Linked DNA regions of Macaca mulatta: region 2 is linked to region 1. A link is a contact called in public Hi-C data. All regions are on one chromosome and are shown on one strand. The core of a region is the stretch at or near the end of the contact, and the rest is flanking DNA. Distances in the headings are between cores, read along the strand shown. Region 1 holds the start of FBXO45 (F-box protein 45). Region 2 holds the start of NCBP2AS2 (NCBP2 antisense 2 (head to head)).

What was found. A called contact is a pair of places that touch in the nucleus more often than the background predicts.
Region 2: a Hi-C map of liver shows a contact between it and region 1, with 3 times the contacts expected there. The contact joins the promoter of NCBP2AS2 here to the promoter of FBXO45 in region 1. A contact is called at or near these places in 2 of 14 Hi-C or Micro-C datasets (fetal cortex germinal zone and liver).

Annotation. Positions count from the first base shown.
Region 1 is chr2:2,098,127-2,105,597 of T2T-MMU8v2.0, forward strand. FBXO45 (F-box protein 45) reads left to right here and starts at 4,055. Exons shown (of 3, transcript XM_015132593.3): 1 at 4,055-4,697. The coding sequence starts at 4,380. It overlaps WDR53 (WD repeat domain 53), which reads right to left and starts at 3,955. Exons shown (of 2, transcript XM_028843539.2): 1 at 3,914-3,955.
Region 2 is chr2:2,488,742-2,496,212 of T2T-MMU8v2.0, forward strand. It overlaps NCBP2AS2 (NCBP2 antisense 2 (head to head)), which reads left to right and starts at 3,697. Exons shown (of 1, transcript XM_015132596.3): 1 at 3,697-4,604. The coding sequence starts at 3,772. The coding sequence ends at 4,071. NCBP2 (nuclear cap binding protein subunit 2) reads right to left here and starts at 3,603. Exons shown (of 4, transcript NM_001265847.1): 1 at 3,478-3,603; 2 at 347-528. The coding sequence starts at 3,555. PIGZ (phosphatidylinositol glycan anchor biosynthesis class Z) reads right to left here. Exons shown (of 3, transcript XM_077991140.1): 3 at 6,462-7,471. The coding sequence ends at 7,249.

The DNA.
Region 1 (7,471 bases), core at 2,805-5,304:
CAAGGCCAGGCTGGTCTCGAACTCCTGACTTCAGGTGATCTGCCCGCCTCAGCCTCCCAAAGTGCTGGGATTACAGGCGCGAGCCACAGTGCCTGGCCGAGAGCATTTTTTAAAAGGGTGAAGTGCCACAGCTGGCAGTTCTCATCGGCCAGATCATTTTATGATGAATCAACTTTGAAGTCAGGAGGTCTATGCTCTAGAGCATTAAGATTTGCTGGTATTTGTGTGCATACAGGTTTTGGATCCCAGCTGGGATTTTAGGTTTTCTCTGAAACAAGAATGAGCAGGGTTTCTAATGCTCCTATTTCTCCATTACAAATCTACCCACAGGAGAGCCAAATAAATGTTGACCGACAGACAAACGTTTTAGCAGGTTTTCTAATTTAACTCTTTTCTAGAAAAGATTTAACTCAATCTTCAAGGTTCATTTGGTTAAGTTTTACTCCAAAGTATGAGAAGATAGGCAATAAACGAATTTTGTCACTAAAGGGAGTATTATAAAGACTACAGTTCCTATAAATTTTTCCACAATGGAACCAGTAGTAACTCTTGTTCTATTAGTCTCACAAGACCCCAAGAACAGCTCTATCTTATTAAACACTACACACTAAACTCCTGCTCGCTAAATCACTATCTTATTAAACGCTACACACTAAACTCCTGCTCTCTAAATCGCAGATAATATTTACTGATTGTTTTCCAGTCAGAAAAATAAAAACAAGTAACTATTCCTGGGAATGTTAAAAAAAAAAAAAAAAAGGGTGGGGGAGGCTGGGCGTGGTGGTTCGTGCCTGCAATTCTAGCACTTTGGGAGGCTGGGGCGGGCGGATCACTTGAGGTCAGGAGTTTAAGACCAGCCTGGCCAAGATGGAGAAAACCTGTCTCTACTAAAAATACAAAAATGAGCTGGGCGTGGTGGTGTGTGCCTGTAATCCCAGCTACTTGGGAGGCTGAGGCAGGAGAATTGCTTGAACCTGGGAAGTGGAGGTTGCAGTGGTGAGCTGAGATTGTGCACTGCACTCCAGCCTGGGTGAGAGTGAGGCTCTGTCTCAAAAAAAAAAAAAAAAAAAAAAAAAAAAAGGCCGAGGGAAGTTTGGAAAGCCCCAGAAATCTATACACTCTGTGGCTATTAATTTAGTCAATCAAGATTTATCATGCAAAGCATTGATCAGTGATTCAACCAGAGCCTCCAAAATCATTTACTTAGTCTATAAAATTAAAATGATTTGTTATTATTTGAAACACACCAAAGAACACTATCAAAAAGTTAAACAATCAGATTGCTGTGATAGAAGGGTAGTGGGAAGAAATGTAATTAAAGTTGGGTTAAATCAAAACAATTTTTCAGAAATGAGTTGGCAAGCCACTGTTTCTTGCTTTTCTGACTGCAACTGGAAAAGCCTGGCAGAAAGAGGTGAAGTGTCACCATCCCCACATTCATGTATCAAGTCCACAAGCTTCTCTTTTCCTATCGAGTTGCCTAAAGCGTCAAGCACAGCAGTTAATCATATCCTACTGTAAATTACTTTAATCAGATAATAGATCACTTCCTTCTAATACCTACTGAAATCATATAGAGTGGGTGAGGGAAAGGTGAGTTTTTCTTGTTTTGTTTTTTTTTTTTTGAGACAGGGTCTCCCTCTGTTACCCATACTGGAGTGCAGTAGCCCAATCTCTGCTCACTGCAACCTCCACCTTCTGGGCTCAAGTGATCCTCCTACCTCAGTCTCCCAGGTAGCTGGGATTACAGGCATGCGCCACCACACCCAGCTAATTACTGTATTTTTTTGTACAGACAGGATTTCACCATGTTGCCCAAGCCGGTGTAACTCCTGAGCTCAAGCAATCCGCCCACCTCGGCCTCCCAAAGTGCTGGGATTACAGGCATGAGCCACCGTGCCCTGCCAGGTGAGTTATTTTGAGAGCAATTTTTTTTTTTTTTTTTTTTTTTTGAGACAGAGTTTCACTCTTGTTGTCCAGGCTGGAGTGCAATGGCGCAATTTCGGCTCATTGTAACCTTCGCCTCCCGGGTCCAAGCGATTCTTGTGCCTCAGCCTCCTGAGTAGCTGGGATTACAGGCACGCGGCCACCACAACCAGCTAATTTTTGTATGTTTAGTAGAGACGGTTTCACCATGTTGGCCAGGCTGGTCTCGAACTCCTGACTTCAGGTGATCTGCCCGCCTTAGCCTCCCAAAGTGCTGGGATTACAGGCGTGAGCCACGGCGCCCGGCCAAGCATTTTTTAAAAGGGTGAGGTGCCGCAGCTGGCAGTTCTCATCGGCCAGGGCGCAGAGTGAGTACTGAACACGGGGAAGGGGCTTGGCGGAGCGCAGAGTGAGTACTGAACACGGGGAAGGGGCTTGGCGGAGCGCAGAGTGAGTACTGAACACGGGGAAGGGGCTTGGCGGGGTGGGTGATGAGCAGGTGAAAGATTTGTAAAAAAGAAAAGGAGGGGCTGAGAAGGGTAATCTTTTACTTTGAAATTCTACCTGGGGCACTTAGGAGACGGTCTGCCGTTGAAAGTCACCTCAGCGACTGGGCTAGAGATTCGCACCAGAAAAACATCGGATCCTTCAAAGGTTCTACCTCGGCTGTACTGTGACAGGATAAAGGCCAGTCTTTAAAACTGAATGATCTCGAAACACTCTGCACCAGTCATACCACCACTGTCCCTTTCAAGTGCTTGTGCCTTTAAGGCTGTTCATTCTGTCTAGTTCATTATCTCGTTTTCAGATGGATCAACTCTGCTTATCCTCGAAAACTTAAAAGAAATTAGTGAGAGAGAGTCACCATCACCATAGTCAGCAGAGGTCAACTTTTCTTTACCGGCTTGGGGTTTCTAAAGCTGGACTTGATGTGGAGAAGCTGGATAGCAACCAAAATGACTGAAGGGCTGTGGCGCTGGCATTGGTAAGAATGAAAATTACGGTTACTGGACTTTGTGAAAAAGACATATGAGGAGAACGGACAGGCGAGTAATAATCAAACACCATGTATCAGAGGGTAGGGAAGGTAGCTGCCGTTCCTTTGCTTTTACTAGAGACTAAGAGATGGATATAGCTCTCTGTGTGTGTGTGTGTGTGTGTGGTGTGTGTGTGTGTGTGTGTGTGTGTGACTAAGAGATGGATATAGCTGTGTGTGTGTGTGTGTGTGTGTGTGTGTGTGTGTGTGTGTGTGTGTGTGTGTGTGTGTGTGTGTGTGTGTGTCTGAGGTAGGAGCTCACTCTCTCGCCCAGAGCACAGCAGTCGATTATGGTTCACCGCACCCTCGACCTCCCGGGCTCAGCCTCCCAAGTAGCTGGGACCAGAGGCGCACGCCACCACCCTCGGCTAATTTTTCTATATTTTGTAGCGACACGGTCTCTCCATGTTGCCCAGGCTGGGATGCTGAAATTCTTCCCCTTCCAAGAATCCATCTATAATCATGGCCTCCACGTCATTCTCCCTATTGGAATGTTTAATTGACTAAAACTACATTGCCTTCATCTGCTTACTAAGCGGTGGCTCCAGTAAAGACCACACCTTGTCCAAAAGACAGAAGCAGTTAATTAGCACTCAAATGGCGCTCGAAGGAGTGGGCGCGGGGGTGTTCAGTCGCAGCCACCTTACTTTCCGAAGGCACACAGGCACAGACGTTGGGCTAACTGCCGATATTCGGGGAGAACGAGAGGGCCTGACCAGGTCAAGACGGCCTCCGCTGCCCAAGCTACACAAAAAGGTGGGGGAGCTAGGAACTGGCCAGCAAGGAAAGAAAAGTTTCACGCGTTGAGTTGGAGTCTGAAGCAAGGACCTAACTGACACAGGGAAACGTCACAGGAAAGGGGGCCCAGGAGAGCAGACGCGGAGCCACCAGACCAGAAAGAGGAAAAGGCACTGGAAAGCAGCATCAAAGCCACCGGCCCCAGCCTCATACCTGCTCTTCCCGCTCCCCTCCTCGGCGCCCAGTGATGACCTCACCCGCCGGCGCCCAATCCCGTCGAGCGTAAGGCGCGAGGCGGCGCAGCCAAACAGTCACATCCGGGGCCGAGAGGAACCGCGAACGAGCTGGGCGTGCGCCCTTGCTTCGTGCCCTCAACCCGCATGGCGGAGCCACTGGCGCGCCGCGGAGAGGCCGGGCGAGTCGGGCGGTTTCGGCGCCCTCGCTGAGCCGCGGGGGAGGGGCGGAAGACGCCCGTGCAGCCGGTGCGTCTGCCCTCAGTGAGGCGGGGCGCGCGGCGGACGCCCCCGGGCAGGGGCGGGAGTGGTGGAGGCGCCGGCGGTTGGCACTGAAAGGGGCGGTGAGCGAGCCGCTCCGGTCTCCGGGCGAGGCTTGGCCTTCCGAGCAGAGACGGCGGGAAGCGGCGGCGGCGGCGGCGGCCCTCGGGCCGGCTGGTGAGGCGATGGCGGCGCCGGCCCCGGGGGCTGGGGCAGCCTCGGGCGGCGCTGGCTGTAGCGGCGGCGGCGCGGGCGCGGGCGCGGGCTCGGGCTCTGGGGCCGCGGGGGCCGGGGGCCGGCTGCCCAGCCGGGTGCTGGAGTTGGTGTTCTCTTACCTGGAGCTGTCCGAGCTGCGGAGCTGCGCCCTGGTGTGCAAGCACTGGTACCGCTGCCTGCACGGCGATGAGAACAGCGAGGTGTGGCGGAGCCTGTGCGCCCGCAGCCTGGCAGAAGAGGCTCTGCGCACGGACATCCTCTGCAACCTGCCCAGCTACAAGGCCAAGGTGAGAGAGCCCCGGGCCACACCGCTGCCCCCAGTCCCGCTCCCCGGCGTCGTTCCCGGTGTTTCTATCCAAGCTTCTGAGTCAGACGCCTCGCCTCACCAGCCCGCCTTTCCACGGCTCCAGTCAGCACCTTCCTCACCTCCCCCCAACATAAAGATTCTCTTTTCTTTGGATCGAAGTTCTGCTCCTTAACCCACCCCACTTCCGTGATCCACTTTTCAAACAACTAGGTAGTTTGTATCACTCATTCAACTTTTGACAGCTTTCCCCGTTAAAGACAGACCACCATTCTTGTACCTTTTAATGCCCTCATCCTAATTTTCCCCCTGGCCTCCAAATAGACTTCATTATGTTAAATAATCCCCGCTACCTTAACAGGGGCTTAGTTTCTAAGTTTCTAGTTTGCTTTTACTCCACGTTTATCTCATCTTTTCCAAACTCTGATTTTTAACCTTTTTTTTTTTCATTATTTTCCCCCAAGTTCTCTTTAGTTCCCTCCACTATATTTGAGGCTCACAAGTGGGTGTAGTCCTAGTCATCCTGCTCACTTAAAGATACAGGCCTTTATAGAACATCCACGGGCACCACTTAACATACCGCTTTGTCCTACTGTTGTTGGCTGTTTCCTTGCTAACTTTTTAATAGTTCCACATGGATGGCGTGTCTCTCTTCTTCTGTTTGTCATCTAAGGTGCTGATTACAGTTTCGCTGCGTCCTTTTTTTTCTCCTAGATTCTTGTGCGTATTCCGCCCGCCTTCATATACAAAATAAAAATGTCAAGAACAGGTTGTGGTAGGGCTGAAAGGATTCTCAGGCCATATAAACAAAGGGTCTTGGCCTTGGGTTCAGCTTAATGGTTAACAGCTGTTCAGTATAGCAGTCAACCAAGATCATATATAAGAGAAGATAAAGTCTGATTGCAATGTAGTAAACATAATAAATGCATTAGTAACTAAAAGGATAACATCCTTTTTTTTTTTTTGAGACGCAGTGTAATGGCATGATCTCGGCTCACTGCAACCTCTGCCTCCCGGGTTCAAGCGATTCTCCTGCCTCAGCCTCCCGAGTAGCTGGGGTTACAGGCATGTGCCACCACACCCGGCTAATTTTGTATTTTTAGTAGAGATGGGGTTTCTCCATGTTGGTTACGCTGGCCTCCAACTCCCGACCTCAGGTGATCCGTCGGCCTCGGTCTCCGAAAGTGCTGGGATTACAGGCGTGAGCCACCACGCGATAACATCCCTTTGTTATACTAGCTTGCCAACAGGGGTCGGAGTAAGAAGTAAAAAATTTTTTTTCATGTGAAGCATGTAAAATTTATACTTCTATAGTAAAACTGGTTTTAGTTATAGAAGACAGGGAACATTGCCATTAAATATGTCAACTATCAAGTTGTTTCTCTTTTCTTTTTTTCTTTCTTTTTTTTGGGGGACGGAGTCTCGCTCTGTCGCCTAGGCTGGAGCGCAGTGGCCAGATCTTGGCTCACTGCAAGCGCCGCCTCCGGGTTCAGGCCATTCTCCTGCCTCAGCCTCCCGAGCAGCTGGGACTACAGGCGCCCGCCACTAGAGACAGGGTTTCGCCGTGCTAGCCAGGATGGTCTCGATCTCCTGACCTCGTGATCCACCTGCCTCAGCCTCCCAAAGTGCTGGGATTACAGGCGTGAGCCACCGCACCCGGCCTCAAGTTGTTTTTCTATTAAGCAAAATAACAATAATTTTTTTTTTTTTTTTTTTTTTTTTTTTTTGAGACGGGGTCTCGCTCTGTCACCCAGGCTGGAGTGCAGTGGCCGGATCTCAGCTCACTGCAAGCTCCGCCTCCCAGGTTCACGCCATTCTCCTGCCTCAGCCTCCCGAGTAGCTGGGACTACAGGCGCCCGCCACCTCGCCCGGCTAGATTTTTTGTATTTTTTAGTAGAGACGGGGTTTCACCGGGTTCGCCAGGATGGTCTCGATCTCCTGACCTTGTGATCCGCCCGTCTCGGCCTCCCAAAGTGCTGGGATTACAGGCTTGAGCCACCGCGCCCGGCCAACAATAATTTACTAGGACTATTTGTGCATGGTGGCTATTCAGTGGATACTGGTTGTAATTTATATAGGTGAGTGCAGATTATTGGAATTTTGTCCTACTTTTATAAATGTGTAGGTTTCATAAATTTTATTTAGTTTTTATTTTTCCATAAAGCTTATTGTTTTTACTTATTTTAAACTAGGAGTTTTTGTTGTTGTTTTTGAGACAGGGTCTCACTCTGTCTCCTAGGCTGGAGTGCAGTGGCGCAATCATAGCTCACTGCAGCCTCAACCTCCTGAGCTCAAGTGATCTCCTTAGCTTAGCCTCCCAAGTAGCTGGAACTACAGGCATGTGCTACCACAGTGGCTCCTTTTTTATTTTTCACAGACACGGGGTCTCACCTTGTTGCCTGGCTGGTCTCAAACTCCTGGGCTCAAGTGATCTTCCCACCTCAGCCTTCCAAAGTGCTGGGGTTACAGGCGTGTGCCACTACACCCAGCCTAAACTAGGAGTTGTTGTTTTGGTAATTGACTTGTAATAGAAATGTTCACATGATTCAAGAATCATATTATAATATGTAATAGATAATGTGTCGTGTGAGTCAAGCTTCAATAGAAGCAAAATAATATCAAGCAAAATGTTTTCCTTTCATCCTTGTCCCCCTGCTACCCAGTTCCTCTCCAGGTATGCAACCTGTGTTACGATTTGTATCCTTCCAGAGATATTTTAGGTTTCTGAGGTTTTTAATACTTTGCCTTTCTGCTATG
Region 2 (7,471 bases), core at 2,447-4,946, 390 kb after region 1:
TGGCTAACACGTTGAAACCCCGTCTCTACTAAAAAAAAAAAAAAATACAAAAACTAGCCGGGCGACGTGGCGGGCGCCTGCAGTCCTAGCTACTCCGGAGGCTGAGGCAGGAGAATGGTGTAAGCTCGGGAGGCGGAGCTTGCAGTGAGCTCAGATCCGGCCACTGCGCTCCAGCCTGGGCGACAGAGCCAGACTCTGTCTCAAAAAAAAAAAAGAGCAGTGACACTGGACAGAAGGTAGGAGGGAGACGAGGGAAAACGTAGGGGCAAGTGCAGGGAGGATTATGAGCTACTATTCTCAGCTCTACCCCAGTTCAGCAGCCACATTCCATCCACAGGAAGGATACTCCACAAAACAGAATCCACATGCTGTTTTCTTCATTTTATCCAGACCCATAATGATTTTCTTTATGTCACCACTTTTGCTGAAGAGTTCGTAGATTTGTTCTTCGGTTGTGTAAAAAGAAAGATTTCCAACATATAACGTACAGCTTTTCTTCAGTAATTTTTCTTGTTCTTCATTGTCACCCTAGAATTTCAAAGAGAGACAAAAGCAACTTCAGAGCCTTGCTTAAATAGTATTTCTAAGTATGGTAGAAACATTCATTAATTCTGATTTGGAAATCAAATTCTCTCATCCCAGCCTACCACAAATCCCTTGCTCAAAAAAAGGGAGATGTTCACATCCTGTGAAGCACTTATGCAAAGTCCAGACTCTTAGTAGAGACAAGGCTCAAAAGTTATACCGCATACAGCAAAGTCACCCTACGCCAGACTGCCACACAAGCGGCTTTTTTCCCTGCACACGCCATCTTCTCAGCAGTGCATCCTTTCAACCAAGGTTAAACTCTGGACCTTGACCCATGTATGACAAAGGGCCCTTTTATACTCTGTAGTGAGAAATAAGTGGATTTCCAGAGAGTCCCCTTTTAATAACCCCATAGAGACTGTTTAAAGCAACAACTCTGATGCTTTACATGCTCATGTATTTTTTCTGAATTGAGGAAAAAAATGTAGTGATCACTAAAAACAAAACAGAGCTCACTTTCCTAATGGGCTTCCAAACTGGGATGACACGATGAAGCCAGAAATAAGAATATAACTGGGCTTCATCCAACACACCTGACAAATCCCTGGATCCAAAATGGCTCATCAGGGTCGCGCACAGCGGCTCACGCCTGTAATCCCAGCACTTTGGGAGGCCGAGGCGAGCGGATCACGAGGTCAGGAGATCGAGACCATCCTGGCTAACACGGTGAAACCCCGTCTCTACTAAAAAACAAAAACAAAAACAAAAACAAAAATATTAGCCGGGCGTGGTGGCGGGGCCTGTAGTCCCAGCTCGCCAGGAGAATGGCGTGAACCCGGGAGGCGGAGCTTGCAGTGAGCCGAGATCGTGCTACTGCACTCCAGCCTGGGTGACAGAGCCAGACCCCGTCTCAAAAAAAGTGCAAATCATGCCTGGCACTTAAGCATCTAAAACCTGGACTGGCCGGGGTCAGTGGTTCACGTCTGTAATCCCAGCACTTTGGGAAGCCCAGGCTGGTGGATCGCTTGAGTCCCAGAGTTTGAGACCGGCCTGAGCAACTCAGGGAGACCCTGTCTCTACAAAAAATTAGCCGGATGTAGTGTGAGAGCCTGTGGTCCCAGCTTCTCAGGAGGCTGAGGTGGGGAGGATCACTTGGGCTCAGGAGGTTGAGGCTGCATGAGCCGTGATTGCGCCACTGCACTTCAGCCTAGGCAATAGAGCGAGATTCTGTCTCAAAAAATAAAATAAATTGACCGAATTTTTTTTTTTTTTTTTTTTTTAAGTAGGAATCTCGCTCTGTTGCCCAGGCTGGAGTGCGGTGGCGCGATCTTGGCTCACCGCAACCTCCACCTTCCGGGATCAAGCAATTCTCCTGCCTCAGCCTTCCGAGTAGCTGGGATTACAGGCGCCGCCACCACGCCCGGCTAATTTTTGTATTTTTAGTAGGGATGGGGTTTCACCATCTCGGCCAGTCTGGTCTCGATCTCCTAACCTCGTGATCCACCCGCCTCAGCCTCCCAAAGTGCTGGGATTACAGGCATGAGTCACCGTGCCCGGCCTCGACTGAATAAATTTCAGAGCTTCCCTAATTTGGCGTCAAAGTTTCCTTTTCCCTACTCTAGTAACATATTTCACACGTTCTCCACACTGACCTCTGCTATATGCGCCCCCTCATTTCCCAGTCACAAGGGGATTTCTCCCCTTTTTCTGAATTCTCACAGCCTCTCTTTTAACTCACTTCCACCTTAGATTCTTTGATAATCCACACTACAGGGGATTATGAGCTCGCAGAGTACAGAAACTGTCTTCCCTTCCCCCCAGGGTTTAGCACAAGGCTTTGGTGACAGCACTCAACAAATGTTTACTAAATAACCGGGTTAATGAGTCCCGCGCCGCCACCCCTCAACCGTATTCCATCCCTACCTTTGCTGATACTGAAAAGCCTACTTTGTATATCTGCGGCCTCCCCTTTTTCCACAAAACATACTGTGATATAGTCCGGACTAAAAATTTCTCTCTTCTGAAATCCAGCAATTCTCCGATCTTCACATCCAAACACCCTCAAAGTGCCCAGCTTGGCGGGTCCCCCTCCCCACTCCGAAGCCTCCCCGAGGGCGGAGTGAGGACTTCACTTGTGTCTCCCACGCACCGCGTACAGCTTCCCTAAGACCATCCTCCCAGAGAAGGGCACTGCTTCGCCGATTTAAAAAAGAACGTAGGCCGGGCGCGGTGGCTCACACCTGTAATCCCAGCACTTTGGGAGGCCGAGATGGGCGGATCACGAGGTCAGGAGATGGAGACCATCCTGGCTAACACAGTGAAACCCCGTCTCTACTAAGAAATACAGAAAAACTAGCCGGGCGAGGTGGTGGGCGCCTGTAGTCCCAGCTACTCGGGAGGCTGAGGCAGGAGAATGGCATAAACCCGGGAGGCGGAGCTTGCAGTGAGCTGAGACCCGGCCACTGCACTCCAGCCTGGGCTACAGAGCGAGACTCCGTCTCAAAAAAAAAAAAAATAAATAAAATAAATAAAAAAAATAAAAAAGAACGTAAAAAGCCCCGAATCTGCATCAAGAAGGCGCCTCTGCACACTCTGGGAGAGAGAAGGGCACCCCGCCCTTGTTACGCAGCCATCTGCGAGGTACAACCTGGAAACGGGAGCCGCCACTACCATCAGCGCTCAGGCCTCTCGGCACCGGCTCGGGTGCAGGGAGCGGCTGGAGGGAACAGGAAAGCGAGCCTCAAATGCCCTGTCTTCCAGAGCCAGCGGCTTCAGTGATGTCCAAGCGCCCCCCCAGCACCCGCTCCCTGCCTCCCCAGCCGGCACCGGGGCCCCACTTGGCGTTTGGGGATTGCAGCAGAACGGGAGGCGACACAATGAGACAAGAGCAAACCGTTTCTCAGCGTTCTGGCCCAGGGCCTTCCCCTCTCGCGGCCCGGCCTCCCTCACCCGGAAGTGCTGGTCCCGGTACTGGCTCAGCTCCACGTAGGAGTCGCTGCGCAGCGCCTTCAGGAGGCCACCCGACATAGCGCAGAGAAGCGGACGAGGACGCGGCGATTCCCGGCACGAGGTGGCGTCTGCCGTGGCGGAAGCGGAAACGCGCGGAAGCGCGCATCTCATTGGACCCAATCCGAGGGCGGCAGTGTCGTCATCAAGCTGCGCGGGCGCAGATGACGTCCGGGTCGGGCGCCGCCGGGCGGAAGACTAGGGCGGCGAGGTCGGATTCCCGGGCGCTTGGGGAAGATGGTGCTTCGGCGGCTGCTGGCGGCCCTGCTGCACAGCCCGCAGCTGGTGGAACGCCTGTCCGAGTCTCGGCCTATCCGACGTGCGGCGCAGCTCACGGCCTTCGCTCTGCTGCAGGCCCAGCTGCGGGGCCAGGACGCGGCCCGCCGCCTGCAGGACCTCGCGGCTGGCCCCGCAGGCTCCCTGTGCCGCCGCGCTGGGCGATTCAGAGACACCTTCACCCAGGAGCTACGCCGCGGCCTCCGTGGCCGTTCGGGGCCACCACCAGGTAGCCAGAGGGGCCCTGGCGCAAACATTTAAGCCTGGGCTGTGCGGGGCCGAGGCCTTTACTTTGCCTTCCGGGCTCTACACTGGCCTCGACGTGGAGGGGTCGTTCCGGGCACTGCGCGCGGCTTCGAACCCCGACTCGGATTGTTGGCCTGCAGACATCCCACGCAGAAGAGCCTAGGCCAGACCGCAGGCTCCGCTGAAGTCCTTTGATTGGACAAGACACCGTGTGGAGAAAGACCCCGAAGCCTAACAGAGATGAAGATAGGCTGGGTCCAGACACCGCACCCGCGGAGAGCCACGGACCGAAGCCAGAGAGCCTTTCCTCTGCAGATGGAACTGACACTCTTGACAGATGCTGCTGAATCTGCACTGGTGTAGCAGGACACTTAATTCCAGGGACGATGTGAATGAAAAGACAACCCTACAACTGCCAAATTCTTTTGATTAAAAAAATGTATGAGCTGGTTAATAGGCATGAGTGTGATACTTCTCAGGCAAGATATATTGAGAATACCGGGGACTGTAGGCCTATGGCAATAATAAACACGTATTTTATGAAATGAGTATTTTGTGCTGGGACTTGCTCATTGCACTCTGCGTGTTATTTCGCTTACTCCTTACAACCACATCCGCATGAGCAAGCAGATTACTTTTTGGATTTTTTTGTAGAGATGGGGTAGTCTCGAACTCTTGGGTCCGAGTGATCGTCCTGCCTCAGCCTCCCAAAATGCTGGGATTAGAGGCAAGAGCCACTCCGATGGAAACAGAGGCTGCTGCTTAAGTTGCCCAAAGTCTTGCAGAGTGGGATGTGAGCAGAGGCATTTGATTCCAGGGCCTAAGTCCTTAACACAGCTCTGCAAGATTTACCCTGATACTTTCCTTCCTTCCCCAACCCCCCATCATCAGGCATTAAGACTACTGCCTAGGAGCAGGCGTGGTGGCAGTTGTGTCTAATCCAAGCCACTGCAGAGGAAGGAGGATCGCATGAGCCTGAGATGAGACCAGCCTGGGCAGCATAGCGAGAACCTGTCTCAAAAATAAAAAAAGACTGCTGCCTGCCATGGAATGAGCTACCTGGACTCATCCCTCATTTTAGAGGGTCAGGCATACGAAACTAAGACTATGGTCCAGCAAGTTAGTGGACCCATGATTAGGAAATCCACTGTATATACAAATGTCTTGTCATTTGAAGCTCCTAGCTAAATTTCTGATTTATTTATTTATTATTTTGAGACAGGGCCTCACTCTTGCCCAGGCTGGAGTGCAGTGGCATGATACTAGCTGTCACTGCAACCTCGACCTATTGGGCCAAGTGATCGAGCTTCCTCCCTGGGTCTCCCAAGTAGCTGGGATTACAGGCCCATGACACTATGCGCAGCTAATTAAAAACAGGTTTTTTTGTTTTTGTTTTTGAGACAGAGTCTTACTTTGTCACCAGGCTGGAGTGCAGTGGCGTGATCTCGGCTCACTGCAACGTCCACCTCCCGGGTTCAAGTGATTCCCCTGCCTCATCCTCCCGAGCAGCTGGGATTACAGATGTGCGCCACCATGCCTGGCTAGTTTTTTGTATTTTAGTAGAAATGGAGTTTCACCATGTTGGTCAGGATGGTCTTGATCTCCTGACCTTGTGATCTGCCTGCCTCAGCCTCCCAAAGTGCTGGGATTACAGGCATGAGCCACCGTGCCCAGCCACAATTTTGTTTTGTTTTGTGTTTTATGGTTGAAATGGCATTGCATTTTGTTTCCCAGGCTGGTCCTGAACTCCTGGTCTCAAGCAGTTCTCCTGCTTCTGCCTCCCAAAGTGCTGGGATTACTGGTGTGAGCCACCACACCCAGATCTGATCATTTCTAATTAGGCAACACAGATAATCATGCAATCTAGAAGCTTGAAGCCATCGGAAAAATTGAGGCTGGTAACCAGACACTAGCTGAGCATGGTGTGTTCCCTGCTCTCTGGGGCAGGATGGGAGGGCTTGAGACCCACAGTTCTTCTAAGGAGGGAGAACATCTGGCTCCCTAATCTGGGAGAATGACTTTTTTTTTTTCCCCCCAAGACCGTCTCGCTGTGTCTCCCAGGCGGGAGTGAGTGGCGCGATCTCGGCTCACTGCAACCTCCGCCTCCTGGGTTCAAGCCATTCTCCTGCCTCAGCCTCCTGAGCAGCTGGGACCACAGGCGCCGCCACCACACCCAGCTAATTTTTGTATTTTTAGTAGAGACAGGGTTTCACCATGTTGGCCAGGCTGGTCTCAACTCCTGACCTCGAGATCTGCCCGCCTTGGCCTCTCAAAGTACTGGGATTACAGGTGTGAGCCACCACGCCCAGTCAGGAGAATGACTCTTAAGGACAAGGTGCAGAAATGGCTGGAGAGTTTCCCACCACCTCTCAGGAACAGGAGTAAAAGAAAGTAGGGAGAAAATCTCCAGGTGCAATTATATATTTCAAACATTACTTGTTTGCAAACACTGAGACAGCAGGCATCAGAGGGCCATGAAGTACGACACAACTCCCACTTCCATGCTTAAAGAGCTTTGTGAGAGCTGTGCCTGTCGAGGACGGGGGACGTGTACTGTGGATTCCAGGAATGACACGATGTTAGCTGGCAGACACCTCAAAGATCCTCTGATCCCAACAGACTGGGAAGTGGGGTGGGAGAGTGGAAGGGGCTTTCTCAAGATCACACAGCGAGGGGGTGACAGACCAAGGGGCTAGAAGTTGGGTCCCCTGGATCTGGGCCACCTGTTCTCTATACTTCATCACACTGACTTCCACATTATTTGGATAGGCAGATCGGTCTCAGGAAGCCAGAGGTTGTCATGACAGCAAGGGCAAGGCATCATGGGAAGTTTGGGAGAGGTCGCTGGGGAATGTCACTGGCAGTTCATTCTTTTTCCCAACCAGGTACTATTACATGTTTCAAACATCACAGTGGCTGGAAGCAGTAGGGCAGGAACCGACAGGTGTCATCACTTACACCTGGTTCTTTGGGGACCTTGACATCAGGACTGACAGGTCAGATCTTTGGTCTCAGGGAGAGGGGTGCCAGCTCACCCAGAAGGCAGAACAGCCGTGCCCAGGAGAGGCAGCAGTGGGAGTCGTGAAGGAGAACCTGGGCCCTGTCCCCGCGTCCCAGCCCAGCTACCCAAGTAGAAGGTGGGGCAGCAACTTCTATGGCTGAATCGTGGGCGGTGGGTGCCCTGTCATATTGTCAGGTTTCTTCCCCCAGCTCCACGATGTGAAGACTGAGGTGGTCCCTCCAAGCCCCACTCAGCAAGGAGGACAGGGCTGGTGGATCCTCCAGGGTTAGATGGGGAAATACAAGTGTTTCATTCTTGAAGGGGAAGCTGCACTTCTCCACGGCACCCCTGGTGGTGCCAGGGGTCACCACAAAGACGCGGCAGAGCCATGGCCCACCAGCCACTTGGCAGGCT